2 separate regions of the Callithrix jacchus genome follow, and region 2 is linked to region 1. The links are chromatin contacts, called in public Hi-C maps. All regions are on one chromosome and are shown on one strand. The core of a region is the stretch at or near the end of the contact, and the rest is flanking DNA. Distances in the headings are between cores, read along the strand shown. Region 1 overlaps RGS5 (regulator of G protein signaling 5). Region 2 holds the start of RGS4 (regulator of G protein signaling 4).

Evidence for each region. Hi-C and Micro-C count contacts between places; a contact is called where the count stands out from the background.
Region 2: a Hi-C map of induced pluripotent stem cells shows a contact between it and region 1, with 1.8 times the contacts expected there. The contact joins the promoter of RGS4 here to the enhancer-like site in region 1. A contact is called at or near these places in 2 of 3 Hi-C or Micro-C datasets (induced pluripotent stem cells and skeletal muscle).

Annotation. Positions count from the first base shown.
Region 1 is chr18:38,523,412-38,526,111 of calJac240_pri, reverse strand. All of the region lies in intron 1 of RGS5 (regulator of G protein signaling 5), which reads right to left. Among named protein-coding and RNA genes, the nearest start is that of RGS5, 27 kb to the right of the region's middle. Within about 2 kb of position 1,396, at least 2 of the 16 cell types and tissues checked have an H3K27ac peak or open chromatin away from gene starts, as enhancers often do.
Region 2 is chr18:38,569,735-38,572,434 of calJac240_pri, reverse strand. It overlaps RGS4 (regulator of G protein signaling 4), which reads left to right and starts at 1,433. Exons shown (of 6, transcript XM_002760305.5): 1 at 1,433-1,785; 2 at 2,050-2,326. The coding sequence starts at 1,728.

The DNA.
Region 1 (2,700 bases), core at 147-2,646:
CACTTGGAACAATTGAATATAAAACATACGTGTAAACTGTATAGTAGATATTTTTTCAATCATTGATGAGAGTAGATGGAGTATAATAATAAAATAAGTATACTCTAACCCCAAGGAGCCCTAACCTCCCAATGTGCAAATGGAAACATTACATACCTAAAAGCTGCTCCTGAGATATCCTCAGAGCCCTCTGAATTTTGGATTCATTATTCATGGCATTTTTCAATTTGCATTTATATCTCCATGTGCACATGTGAATATTGTCTGTCTCTCCCACTGAAGTGTCAGGTCCCCAAGAGCAGGGTGAATATGTGTCTCGTTCACAATTACAGCTTTAGCACTTAGCGTAGGGCCTGGCATTTAATAGCATTCAATAAAGATTTGCTGTGTAAATTGATTAATGAATAAAAGAACTGAATCGCTGGGTTATAATAAAACTGCATTTTGGGGTGGAATAGGTGAAACATTGGAGTGCAGCTTAAAATGAGTCATTGAGGACTAAGATGTCTCTAATTTGTTAGCTGGACAGAGGTAACACCATTAAATGACTATACGCACTATAAAGTAAATGCATTCAATTTCTGTCCTTGAAAGAGATTGAGAATGGTCAAGTGGGGCATTTAGTTCCTCATTTTGTAGAGAACTATGCTGATGAGAAGAGGCCGGGAGGATAACTGCAATCAGTAGCAATCTGAAAAGAGTCAATTATGAGACCATGATTTTTTAGGATTTAAAAGAAACAGAAGTTTCTGGGAGGCAGAGGCTATTCCTGTGGTTGAAAGACTTGGCAATCACAAACAGGTTTCTCTGTAGATGCCAGACATATGTCAGGAACAACGACAAGGAAGAAGAGATGGAGGAAAGCTTAGAGGTATAACGCAGGATTTTTACAACACATTTCCAAAAGCGGTGTCCTCACATGGGATAATCCAATTTAAATTCAATGCAATTTAAATCCGTGTCGCAGATGCCCCCTGCTGGGCATGGAAAGGCATGAGCATTAGCAACGATGTAAGCTGAGAGCAGATCGGTTCCAGGATGCTTCCTTCTGAAGAAACGCTACGAAGCTTCTTTCCACGGACTAAAAAGAACATGTCTGGAGCAGATATCCAGGAAAGATCGACGCAGGCTTCTAAAACCCTCGTTAGCTGTCAATGTCCACAGCCGAGAGTAAGGCGTTTGCCGGATTAGAGAGCAGAAGAGACAGGAGCTCCTCTGAGTTCTGTGCAGCTGAGAACTAATCTCAGAGGCAGAATCGAGCAGAGACTGACAGAGGGAAGGGGGCCCAGAGGGCCCCTGCGCGGGCCAGTCAGGAGGGATGCATTTGGTTGAAAGCTGGAAAAGCCTTCTCCCTGGCTGCTCATTTAAGACTTTAGATCAGTGGAGTTTGCTCCTCGTAGGTGGCTCATGGAGACAGGGTAATGGATGATCCTAGAAACCCTTAGCAGAGTGTAAGGATATGCCAGTGGAAAGTCAGCTCAGTTCTGGGGCTGAAATCCTCAACTTGCCAGAATCTTTGGCATGGCCCCTAAAATCAAGATTGACTCTCAGCTGCACGGAAAGGCAGTGCTGGGTGATTGCGGTAGAAAGAATCTATCGCTTTGGCGTCTACCCTTTTTCTGAATTAACCTACTTCAGTTCGAACTGCAGAAAAATCACTCATTGCTTGTGCTTTAACAGCATATGAAAGAGAAGTTTAGCCATGCAGTGTGATACCATGTTAAAACATATATTGATTTGATTTATATAATTAATACATGATAGATGATAAAATGACTCTATGGTTAATTGATATGAAATACTCCTCAGGTGCTCCAAATGATAAAAAGGTGAAGAACATGCTAAAGAATACATAGTAGTGGTAATATTAAAGTGTTATGACTTCAGAAATGACAGCTCTTTTTCTAAACACAAGTGAATCATTCCCTAGTAGTGTTTTAGGCTTTTGCTCATATTAGTGATTAATTATGTAATAAGCCCCTTCAAACTATAAGATGACTGCGAAGATGAAACTGACAATGTCATTTGTGTCAAATATATTCACAGAAAGCACGTTTATTATACCGTTCCAACTCTTGGTATGTTCTGTTTCCCTTCAACAGATTGTCTTAATAACAACTATTTTCATTTTTTGGTTCAAGCTGTTACCTCAACTGCCCCACGTTAACTCATTGTCAGTAAGGGACCATCACAGGTAGCCTGTGGTAGCAGACCAGGAAGTCTCCTAGGGTTCTTGTTTAAATAAGCTGACTTTGTTTCATAGGACCATGGTGGACAGAGAGAAGCCTGCACAGGCTGGCTCATGCCTCTAATCCTACTTTGGGAGGCTGAGGTGGGCAGATCACCTGAGATTGGGAGTTTGAGACCAGCCTGACCAACATGGAGAAACCTGGTCTCTAGTAAAAATACAAAACTAGTCAGGCACAGTGGTGCATGCCTGTAATCCCAGCGACTTGGGAGGCTGAGGCAGGAGAATCACTGGAACCTGGGAGGTGGAGGTTGTGGTGAGCTGAGATTGCGCCATTGCACTCCAGCCTGAGCAACAAGAGCGAAACTCCGTCTCAAAAAAAAAAAGAAAAAAGGAAAAGCCCGTGCAGCTTCTCCTTTTGTTTATTAAACAAATTAAAATATGCTTACTGAATGCCTACCACATGCTGTACACTATGTTTCGAGATTCTCAATGAAATGAAAAAAGACAAG
Region 2 (2,700 bases), core at 184-2,683, 46 kb before region 1:
TGAGGAAAAATTATTTTTTATAGTTTGGAAATATCTCTATTTATACAGTTTATCTCATTTGATCAGACTGTTGAGTTACAGGATAGCACAGCGGACAACTCACATAACTGAGTATAGAGACACCTAGATCTGGACCCAGCTCCGTTAGTAAGAAGCTGTAACCTCAGCAAGTCACTTTCTCTTTCTGGGTCTCTATTTCCTTTTTGGTGAAATGAGGATGTTAGGCTAGATTGCCTTTAAAGTCCCATCTATTGCAGTGATTTATATTTAACTCGTGACAAATCAGGCTTCTCTTATTCTAAGTCCAAGACATAAAGTTCTCATTGTAGAATTTCAGACATCAGTAAATCTTCTTGGGTCCTCGCTTATGTTCCCAAAATCAATCTATTTGAGTGATCACTCTCTTAGGTGCGTAGGTAAACAAAGAAGGTCATGGTTCTTCTTTGAGTGACCTTCTTTCCCTTTTAATTAATCTGTCCTCTTTGATGTCAGTTCTGACTGGTTCTTCTCCCTGGTTCGTCTTCCTTGGTCTGATGACCTCCCTGATTTCACATTGTACTGCAGTTCCTTCCATACCACCATCAGGGATGGCTGTCAACTTTCATTTGTTCTGTTATAATTCAAGGAAAAGTTGCCCAGTAGCTAATCTGATAAAACGTCTTTCTATCTTTATGGGCAGCTAGAGACTTTTTCCTATAATTTAAATGCATCTTCTGTGGATTATGGTCCCTCCACCATTTTATATTTGTCTGCTGTCTTCTTGCTCTGCTAGTCATGGAAGGAGGTGGTACTGGGGGCAGCGTAGGATGTTCAAGGGCATGTACTAGGTAGGGCCACGTATGGGCATTGCTTTGTGCCATTCTTTCCATATTTTTGGTATTTTGCATTTCACTGGAACCCAACTATTTTCACCTCTTCCACCTAAACCATTTGATGCCTCTGTTTCTTATAAATAAAGAACAGCTCATGGTAGCCTATGATTAGGAACCTATCTGCTTTCAAAATGAAAGCTGTTCTGGTCAGACTTAGCAATTCATTCCCCCCTTCCACGTATAGCTTTCCTCCATGAAAAAGATCCCTCTGTAACTCTGGTGTAGGTATTTGATATCTGGCCATAAGATGTGAAATGCCTGAATGTTTTTGTCCACGCAGTCGTTTCAGTCCATGATATTGTACGTAAAAGATACTAATTGTCCAGGTGTTCAGAAGCACCCATAGGACTTGATATGATTAGTTTGAAGGCCGGTGATATATAAGGCAAACTACATATTTTTCTGCCTGCTCTCTCTCTCTCTCTGTACATCCCTCTTTATCTTTTGAGATAGCAGTTTGGAGACTTAGAGTTACATAAGACATAAACCCATTTGCCAATAAGAATTGGTGTGTGTATTTGCTCATCTACTCCCTCCTTTGGTCCTCGAGCTGCTGTTTTAGACTTTTATAGGATGCAGGCATGTAAAGGAGAAACTGTCAGTGCTAGGCTGAATTCTGTTGTTACCAAGATTTCTAGAAAAGTATTCCGCAGTCGGGTTGATTACAGATAGCGCGAATCTATTTTTCCTAGGCTAGTTTCTCTTTGCTGCCGGGCTTATAACTGTCTGTCATCCAGCTATTGCTCTCCACCTTCCTGTTTGCATAACAACCAAGGCAACTTCTGCAAATCGCTGCATGGAGACGATGATCCTACCAACTCCCTTTTGGAAACCGTGAAGATCAGACCTTGGACCATGTATAATATGATGCTTCTAATCCAAAAGAGGAAGGACATTGGGAGTCAACTCCTAAGTAAGCTCCAGAATTTTTGCTGGTACTTTTCCTTCAGGAGGTAACTTTCCTTGATATTGTTTTTTTTTTTAATAGATATATGAATAAATACTATATTTTGCAGCATTGTACGCTTTTTTTCCTTTTCTAGAAATTCTAAACCTTTGACATTCATAGAGACGTTGAGTACATTTTTTTCTGTCTGCCTACTTTGCAGAAGGATTTTCTCTGCTCGTTCGCTTAGCATTGCTGATGCGTCAATCTTTTCTTCCTCGTCTCTTTCAGGGGCTGGAGAGGCAGAGGGAGACAGAGGAGCTGGTACTGCAGAGCTGTCGTCTGATTGGCTGGATGGTCGTAGCTGGGCTATAAAAGAGACCCCTACAGGCTTGGGAGAAAGACGCTCAGAGAATTCTGACAGTATCTTTGCCGGAGAAGAGGCAAAGTACGCTCAAAGCCGAAGCCACAGCTCCTCCTGCCGCATTTCTTTTCTGCTTGCAAATCCCAAGCTGTTAAATAAGATGTGCAAAGGGCTTGCAGGTCTGCCGGCTTCTTGCTTGAGGAGGTAAGATTGCTTTCAGCCATTAACCATGCTGAACTTTTGGATAGACTTTCTCAGTCATTTACATGTTGTACTTACTAACCTAGTTCTGTGCAGTTAGAAACAATGTGGTCAGGAGAGCAATGACTTCCTAACTTTCTTCCTCCAAGACAAGCTAGATACTGTGACTTAAGACATGTGCTCCCCAAATTTCAGTCCTTACGTGTTGTTTTATGACCTCAATTTTGGTAACCGTTCTGTTCTTTAAGCCAGGTCTAAGCAAGCTAGTTTTAATTAAGAAGTGAGATAAGGTTTGAGGCTATGGATAGTGGTCTGTAATATCTCCATCTGTGATTCCTACTGTTATTTGAGCATCCCCGGAGTATATAGAAGCCTGG